3 separate regions of the Mus musculus genome follow, and all the other regions are linked to region 1. A link is a contact called in public promoter capture Hi-C data. All regions are on one chromosome and are shown on one strand. The core of a region is the stretch at or near the end of the contact, and the rest is flanking DNA. Distances in the headings are between cores, read along the strand shown. Region 1 holds the start of Zfp280d (zinc finger protein 280D). Region 2 holds the start of Polr2m (polymerase (RNA) II (DNA directed) polypeptide M). Region 3 holds the start of Rab27a (RAB27A, member RAS oncogene family).

What was found. Promoter capture Hi-C pulls out the DNA fragments that hold promoters and counts their contacts.
Region 2: a contact with region 1 is called in a promoter capture Hi-C map of liver, with 7 times the contacts expected there. The contact joins the promoter of Polr2m here to the promoter of Zfp280d in region 1. A contact is called at or near these places in 4 of 39 promoter capture datasets (hippocampal neurons, liver, pre-B cells and 1 more), 1 of 484 Hi-C or Micro-C datasets (Th1 cells), 5 of 115 datasets of contacts at active chromatin or transcription factors (bone marrow-derived macrophages, cardiomyocytes, embryonic stem cells and 1 more) and 1 of 9 other capture datasets (macrophages).
Region 3: a contact with region 1 is called in a promoter capture Hi-C map of pre-B cells, with 2.7 times the contacts expected there. The contact joins the promoter of Rab27a here to the promoter of Zfp280d in region 1. A contact is called at or near these places in 3 of 39 promoter capture datasets (the HPC-7 cell line, liver and pre-B cells).

The regions. Positions count from the first base shown.
Region 1 is chr9:72,273,518-72,276,227 of GRCm38.p6, forward strand. It overlaps Zfp280d (zinc finger protein 280D), which reads left to right and starts at 1,371. Exons shown (of 22, transcript NM_146224.5): 1 at 1,371-1,512.
Region 2 is chr9:71,484,665-71,487,374 of GRCm38.p6, forward strand. Polr2m (polymerase (RNA) II (DNA directed) polypeptide M) reads right to left here and starts at 1,319. Exons shown (of 4, transcript NM_178602.3): 1 at 1,020-1,319. The coding sequence starts at 1,132.
Region 3 is chr9:73,043,437-73,046,146 of GRCm38.p6, forward strand. It overlaps Rab27a (RAB27A, member RAS oncogene family), which reads left to right and starts at 1,374. Exons shown (of 6, transcript NM_023635.6): 1 at 1,374-1,575.

The DNA of each region.
Region 1 (2,710 bases), core at 121-2,620:
GAATTGAGCAATTACTGAATTCTTGGACTTTTTGTCCATAGCCAGCCATTGTTGCTTATAAGTCATTCTAATAACCCCCCTTTCTATGCACATGGATTCATTCTCTAAGTTCAGTTAGAAAACTAATAATATAGGTACCTAACACTGAGATGGTGACTGAATTGCTAACCTCTCACCTGACCACCTGGTGTCTCTTTCAAGGAAGTGATAGGCAGACAAATCCTAAATTCACAATACTGGGCTTAGCCCACCTGCAGTGTCCTCCTTCTGTCTTTCTAATGGATCTTGCTCCTCTCTGGCTTCTAGCCCCCTGTGGTCCTGTTCTGCAGCCCTAGCTCCACTGGCCTCCTATTGGGTTCCCAGATCCCTTCCCTTAGTATCTGCAACTCACTTTATATATGTATCAGCTTTCTGCTTTTGTCCTCTGAAATCTGCTGGTCTCTTTAAACCTTTTGTACCCATTCTCTAAGTATGAAATGTATTGAGCTAGTAATTAAGACTGGAATAAAAGAAGCTTTGATCGCCGAGAGCCTGGTATCTATAGACACTGAGGCTATTTGATAGAAGGTAGCTCATAGTATTTGAGTTTATGTGTATCTGTGTTTTTTTGTCTGTATATATGCCTGTGTGCCACTTTAGTGTCTGGTGCCTACCGAGGCCAGAAGAGGGCATCAGATCCCCTGAACTGTAGTTGTGTGCCACCATGGGGTGCTGCGAACCAAATTAGGGCACTCTAGAAAAGCAACATGGGCTCTTACTCATTTTACATCTCTCCAGCCCTCGTTTTATTGCCTCTTTCTTTCTTCCTTCCTTCCTTTCTTTTTTTTTTTTTTAACAAAATCTGACATCGTTCAAACACACAAATGTCCATCTACATTTCGGACATAACATGGTGTCTGTTTCCTTACAGATCCGACTTACGATGAAGTATTCTTATAAATACATCGGCCATTTTTTTCCACCTCCAATTACGGATTACTATTCATACAATAGGAGTGAAAAAGATACCCAAACAAAAACGTACTTTCCAAAAACAACGTGGTACTATCCTGGAAACTCATCTCCTTTTCCTCTCACACCCTTCCCCATGCCCTTTAACCCTCGCACACGGAGAAGGATGGAACTCACTGCTGAGTGCCTACAAATTCTAGGCCTGAGGCGGCCATGAGCGCCACGGCCTAGCTCAGCCCGGTCCCCGCGTGTCCTCGCCGGCTGCTAGGGCCCGGCCGGCCCGGGCCTTCGAGGTCCGCAGCACGGCGCATATGGCCGCGCTCGCCTCCCGCGTTGGCGGGAAGACTGGGAGCGCGGACGCGCGAGGCCAACCCGGAGCCTACCCATGAGGCACTGCGCCCTGGCTCGCGACAGCCCCCTCCCCCCTCACGGCGCCCAGCAGCCCCGCTCCGCGATGGGAGCCGGAGCGGCCTCGGCGTACACAGCCCGCGCTCCTCCCTCGCCTCCTCCTCTTTCTCCTCCTCCTCAGGGCTCCAGTCAGGCCGAGCCGCTCCGCTCACGGTAAGCGTCCCCCGCCCCGCGCGGCCGCCCGCCCGCCCGCCCGCGAAGGCCCTCCCGCGCGGCCGCGCCGCCGCACTCCGGGGGCGCAGGGTGGGGGTCTCGGGCCGCGGCGCGTCGGCGAGAGCGCCCGGGCCGGGCAGGGCAGGGGCCGGCTGCGCATGGGGCCGGGCCCGCCATCTTGCCGGGCCTGGCGCGGGAGGGTTCCCGGCGCGACGAGGCGAGGCGGCCGGCGGCGCGGCGGCCCACAGTACAGGGCCGCCCAGCCGTCGCCTCGCCTCGTCGCCTCGCCACCGCGCAGATCCTCCCATCGCTTTCTCAGCCCGGCTGTGCTCTCGGGGGACGACTCCCCTCGGTCCTTTGTACCTTGTCCGCGGGTGTGTGTGTGTGTGTGTGTGTGTGTGTGTGTGTGTGTGGCGGAGACCCGAGCTCACAACCCAACCCACTCGACTCTTCACGCAAGAGCAGAACCCCACTGGCGTTCGCCATAACAGCCACAGAGGCCTTACCTTGTGCTAGACGACCGCTCCTATCTAGCCACCTTTCTTGTCAAAGGAATGTCCCCACTCTGCCATAGCCCCGCTATTGTCTACCAGAGGAGGGCTTTGAGGAGAACCGAGCCTGACAGATTTTCCAGCTGTGCGTTGCAGGTTTCACTTAATAAACCACAAACGAGTGGTCGCGCTGAGGTTTTAGCCTGCGCAAGAAGATGGTGTTTTCACGACCAACCTGCATTTGTAACCCGTTAGGAAAGAAATATGCTAGGAAAAAAATGGACGTTAACCTGCTGCGAGCATGGAGACTTTTGGCTTCACGAAGAAAAAAAATTTTTTTTTTAAATAGTCCGCCATACTTAAACATTTGGCTTTATTTTCAAGTTTGGACTGAATCATCTAAATACTTGGACGTCTTTTAGTGCCCTTAACCATAAATTCACACGATGGAAGTAAGAGTTTGAAGGTACAAAACCCTTCCCTTGGCATCTGTGTGCTATCTTGTTTTGAGAGATGACTGTACCAACTCAAGTTGTTTGGATGTAACTGATAGGGTGAAGGGACCGGGTTGGAGGACCTTGTGCTTTTTGATGGTCCACCATCTGCACTAAAGCCATCCTTGAGTTTGAGTGGTTGTATCTGTCATTGGTGTCAATGTTTACCTTGGGCTACTTTCGGAGACGTTTTTGTTGGCAGAGCAGTTTTGA
Region 2 (2,710 bases), core at 69-2,568, 790 kb before region 1:
TGTTCCAAGACCAGAAGGTTAATTCACTGCTAAAATTAACAACCCAATCTTGAAAAGTCAAAATACCTACCTGTTTCTAGTAGGAACCCCTCCTGCCAAATGGTCATTGGCTCCTTTCCCTCAGTGACAAAAATTCCCTTTCTGGTTCTTTTCCTTGGTTATATAACAAACAGGAGAAGGGGGCTAAACCTTGGGTCCTCTATTTTTCCTGATACATTTATTCCCACGTTTTCAACAGTATTAATGCCTCTCTGCAACTGAGTTCCTCTCGGTTTTTTTCAGCCTTCTCTCTCTTGTGCCTAATACTCATTCCTCTGGGTTTTAATCGGTTGGCTTTTAATTAACTAAATGCCTGCAATTACTCCCTCAACTGAATACGCCCAAAATAAAAAATTAACCTAAAATCCATCCCTCTCTCCCAATTTTCCCATTATTCTTTGTTGCTCCCCAGAAACTTCAACCACCTGTTAACTATTAATATATATTTGTCTCCAAATTATTACACCAGTTCCCCCAATCCCTCGATTGCCTTCATGGTCCATTTTTCCCTCCTTGCTGAAAAAAAAACCTCTCAGAAAATATCCTTTTGGCGTCTTCCTTCAATCCTGTTCCTAAACAAAGCTGCCTTTAGGCAATCAGCTATCATCTTCTCCCCACTACGCATGAACCAAACTTTCCAGCCCGCTCTCCAAATCTATGGTTGGGGAAAGAGTGGGGCTTCAGATAGAGAGAAGGAAATCCCACACGTTCCGATCAAGAGGCTTTGGTACCGGAGCTCGTTCAAAGCTGTAGTGCGAACATGAAATCGAGCAGGCGCGGCTGCCGAGTGAGGGCCGGGCAGCATGGAGCCATGCCCGCGCACAGGACAGGCCTGGCTCGGGAGGCCTGGCCACGCAAGGTCACCTTCGCGCGCCAGGCCGCGGGGCGGGGCGGGAGACCAAGTCCCCGGATCCCGATCCCTGAGAGCCTGTTCCCTGATCCCGATCCCCCGCAACCGCGACCCCAGGGCCACCGCTTACTCGTTGCGCAAAAGTCTCTCCTGGCGCCTCAACCTCTCCCGCAGCTCCGCCGAACTCTGCCGCCCCAAGTCCTCGGGAGCTGGGGGCTCGAAGCCGCGGGGCAGCGAGAACATTGCGCACGGGCTGCGGCTGGCGCGGCGGGCAGGGATCCCCGGCGGGGCCCACGGCGGGCGCTGGCTCCGCGGCCGGCGGCGACTCTGGAGCGCGAGCGGGAGTCGCCATTTTCCCGGAAGAGCACGGCTTCTCCGAGCCGAAGGGAGCTTTATTGAAATGCCGGAAACGGACAGGCCAGGACGAGGGGACGCCCGAGGAAGCGTGCAGGGGCGGAAGTTACATCACCGCCAAGGCGTCTGGGTTTGGCGGGCTTTCTCTGGATGGGCCTTTTGCTTTCCCGGCTTTTCGCCTGTGCACTGGGAAATATAGGACACTCAAGTCAAAGACTTACAAACTCACTTCTAATAAGTAAAATATGACGAAAGTAATAGAGCGTCGCATCTACGATTAAGCAATCAAAGTTTTGGACAAAAAATTTACAGGGATTCCTGAATGGACATTAATCACAGTTAAAATAAATAACGGGGTTATAATGATGGCTCAGTGGCTAAGAGGGCATACTGCTTTTGCAGTATGCCAGAGTTTGGGTACCAGTGCCCCTGTTGGGTAGCTTACAAATGCCTTTAGACTGCAGCTCCAGGGCACTTCACAAACTCTGGCTTCTCCAGACACCTGCGCACAAACACACACACATTAACATAATTTAGTCTTCAAAAAATAACAAGTGACCAATATAGCTAGCTATAATAAAATGCATATTAGAAACAATATAGTCAGGTATGGTCGTGCATGCCTTTAAGTCTGGCTGACTGAGTTCAAGGCCAGCCTGATCTACATAGTGAATTCGAGGTTGCAAAGTGACTCTGTCTCAAACAAAACAAGATTTGAATATTTGAGCAAGTCAGAATATCAGGAATTAGAAAGGTCGACCATGTCAACTGTTGGAAATAATGAAGAGCGACTGAGATTCCTACAGACTGCTAATGGGGGAGCAGAGGATGCAAAATAGTACAGCGTCTTTGGCAAGTAGTTGGACAGTTTCTGATTCGGGCTTTGCTGCCCTGCCCCTTTTTTATTGCTAGGCAGTATTGCATTGTGAGTTGTGTGTTTATGCTGAAGGATATTTGAGTTGTTTTCAGTTCTTAATGATCACAGATCAAGTCACTGTCAACATTTTTAATAGATGTTCATGTCAACATAAACTCTCATTTCTCTTAAGAGTGGGCTTATTAAGCCATATTAACAAAGGGAATAGAAAGGAAGAACGGCTCCACTCTTGACTTCCACGGCCTGAGAAATTCCTCTAATCTTTTAGGGATTTCAAACCAGGGTTTGTAACTTTGATGCTGAAAATATTCAGGACTAGGAGAATAGGAGTCTAATAAAAAATATTTTCATACAGGCCTAAGTATGAGTGTTCAGAGATATAAAAGTGCTCAAATGGAACATATACCCAGAGATGGGCATGGGCTTCTCAGGGAGAGTCACATTTCATTGTTTTTATAACACTTATACCTGATGGACTTCGAAACAATTATCTTTGAAGCATTGCTAAGAGATCTAAGAGACCACAGCATGTAGTTAGTTCTGGACAGTTAGGTTTCAGGAAGCCCATATATCAGATATGAACTCATTTT
Region 3 (2,710 bases), core at 124-2,623, 770 kb after region 1:
GTATTGAAAGCTGGTACCTTTTTTTTTTTTTTTTTTTTTTTTTGGTTTTTTGAGACAGGGTTTCTCTGTGTAGCCCTCGCTGTCTGGGAACTCACTCTGTAGACCAGGCTAGCCTCGAACTCAGAAATCCACCTGTCTTGGCCTCTAGTGATAGCTCCTTGAGAGCTAGTGCCAGAGCCGGGTGGTGGTGACGTCGGCACACGCCTTTAATCCCAGCACTCGGGAGGAGGCAGAGGCAGACGGATTTCTGAGTTCAAGGCCAGCCTGGTCTACAGAGTGAGTTCCAGGACAGCCAGGGCTACACAGAAAAACCCTGTCTCGAAAAACCAAAAAGAAAAAAAAAAAAAGAGCTAGTGCCTGAAGGAAGATGGTTGCCTTGCTTTTCCTGGGGAGGGTATTTCTCTTCAGCCCTGATGGAATGATAGAAAAGATTCTGTACCGGTCCAGTTTATTGGGGTTGCTTACAAGCGTGGGTGACTCCAGTAGCTGCCATCTACAGATTGAGAAACTGCACTGTGGTGCAGTCCTAGTAGCTACAGACAGGAGGGGTGACTGGGTGTGCAGGTGGGTGGGACAGCTGGACCGCGGAGTTTGTGGTGGCAGGCCCTAGGGATGAATGAAACTGCATGGACAGAACTTAGCCCAGTCTTCCTTCTCAGCATTTTGCTTGTCTTGGAAGTGGAATTCTGAAAGCAACAGGGCAGGCCCAAAGGCCAGTGTGAAGCGCAGAACCACCTTTGGACGGATTTGGCTAATGTCCTCCATCCCCAGGTTGAGACCCAGACTGCTCACAGAAAACCCTAGGCATCGGTAGAAGGCCACTAGGAGGCAGCAGAGGGTCATAGGCTGCTCCGGACCCTGCCGGGTCTTAGCATGTTATGCCACCCCATAATTTCCCTCTTACTGTGCAGTAACTGCCTGCCCTAACAGTGTTTTAGGACTTCAGGGTGAGTGTAATCCGAGTTAGACTGTGTGCATGTAGACTCCGCTGGCCATTGCCTTCCAGAATAGTGTTTATTTTCTTCTGACTGAATCTTACCTATTTTTCTCATCATCGAGTCCAGGAACCCCAGTAGGCCATGCCCAAGCTGTCTCCAGGGAGGATGCACAGCCATGAAAAAGCTTTTAGGACAGACCTTTGGAGTCTCCAGGGCACGCCTCGCCTTACCCGGATCCTGGGGCAATTTGAGCTTTTTGTGAATGGCTCTCTTGGTCTCAAGGAAAACCACCCTCTGTGGTTCTCACACCTTTCAGAAGGGGCGAGGAGACCCGATCCGTGCCAGGCGAGGCGAGCAGTCGTTTCTGTGGCTGGGGGCCTGCGGGCAGGTGACAGGAGGCGGAGGTGGAGGCCGCTCAGGACCCGCCCCCACCGCGCTCTCCTCTACGGGAAGTGATGTGGGGCCAGACGGAAAATAGCGCCAAGCACCCAAAAAAGGCCAGTCGCACGGGGTCCCGAGCTCCATTTGGAAGGGAGTACCTAAGGGATAGAGCACAGCGAGGACGCGGCACGTTGGGAATCTAGCACTGCAGGGACGCAACACCGCAGGGACAGCACCGGACAGAGCACCAAACCGGGTGAGCACTCAGCGTTCTGGGCGCGCTGCAGATTGCAGGCGAGCAAGTCAGCCCTAGGGCAACCAGGGGACAGATCTTCGGAATGGATGCTGGTTTTCTGGAGTTCCAGGGGCTGAAGGTTATCCCGGGTGGCATCTAGGTGCCAAAATCCCTTTAATGAGGGGAAGAGAAATAGGTCTGCCCATCCCTCTGTCCTTCCCTCACTTCGGTTTTAGAAGTCTTTGACTTTAAAGTCTTTAGAGTCCTGCTGCTTTCAGGTGAGAAAGGGCTCTGCCTTTTCCTGTCATTCAGAGAACCCAGCTGGTCAGCCTGGTCTTAGAGTCACCCTATCGGAGGTAGAATTGATGGATGACATATTTTGGTCACTTTGCCAAGACCGGGTCTCTGGCCCAGTAGCTGGGTACCGATTTGGAAAGCCAGCTCTGTAATGTAGGAGATCTTGAGGCGTCTCAGCAGCCCCCCTGGCCTTTGCATCTTGCTGTTGTCTGGAGTATTCCCCTAGGCTTCTCTTTCAAGCCCAAGGGCTAACAGCTGTTCTGCCTTAGCTGTTCAGCCCAGCCGGGTGAGGAAGGCAGGAGACATTTCGTATTCTTTAAAGCTCCCTGTAGAGTGGAACCGGTATGGGAAAAGTAATCCCTGCATTTGGAAGGTGGACAGAGAAGGATCCAGGGTTCAAGGTCAGCCTTTGCTACATAGTGTGTGCTTGAAACCAGCCTGGGTTACAGGAGACTCTTTCTCAAAAAACAAACACCAAAAAGAAAGGAAGGGGGGGTATTCAGAAATGCTAAGCGCGCCTGAATGGGAGCTGCCTTCTTATTTTACCTTGGTCTTCCCCCCCACCCCAACACCTTTCCGTTTCCTCTCCACAGTGTGTCTTATTTGTCGTTGTTGTTGTTGTTGTTTGTTTATTTCTGACGTCACCCCGCCCCACCCCCTCCCTTGCCACCTTTTACGAGTTTTTTTGGCTGTGCAGAAGAGTCCCTTGTATCTCTGTGTGGAATTTACGGTCAGCTTCTCAATTCTGTGGCCTTGGCTTTAGAGCACGCACAGGCATTTTGAAGAGGGAAGCCGCCTTTGGGAACCAGACTTTTAACTTCCTTTCCTGATACCTGTTTCCCCATCTTAGTAAAGAAAT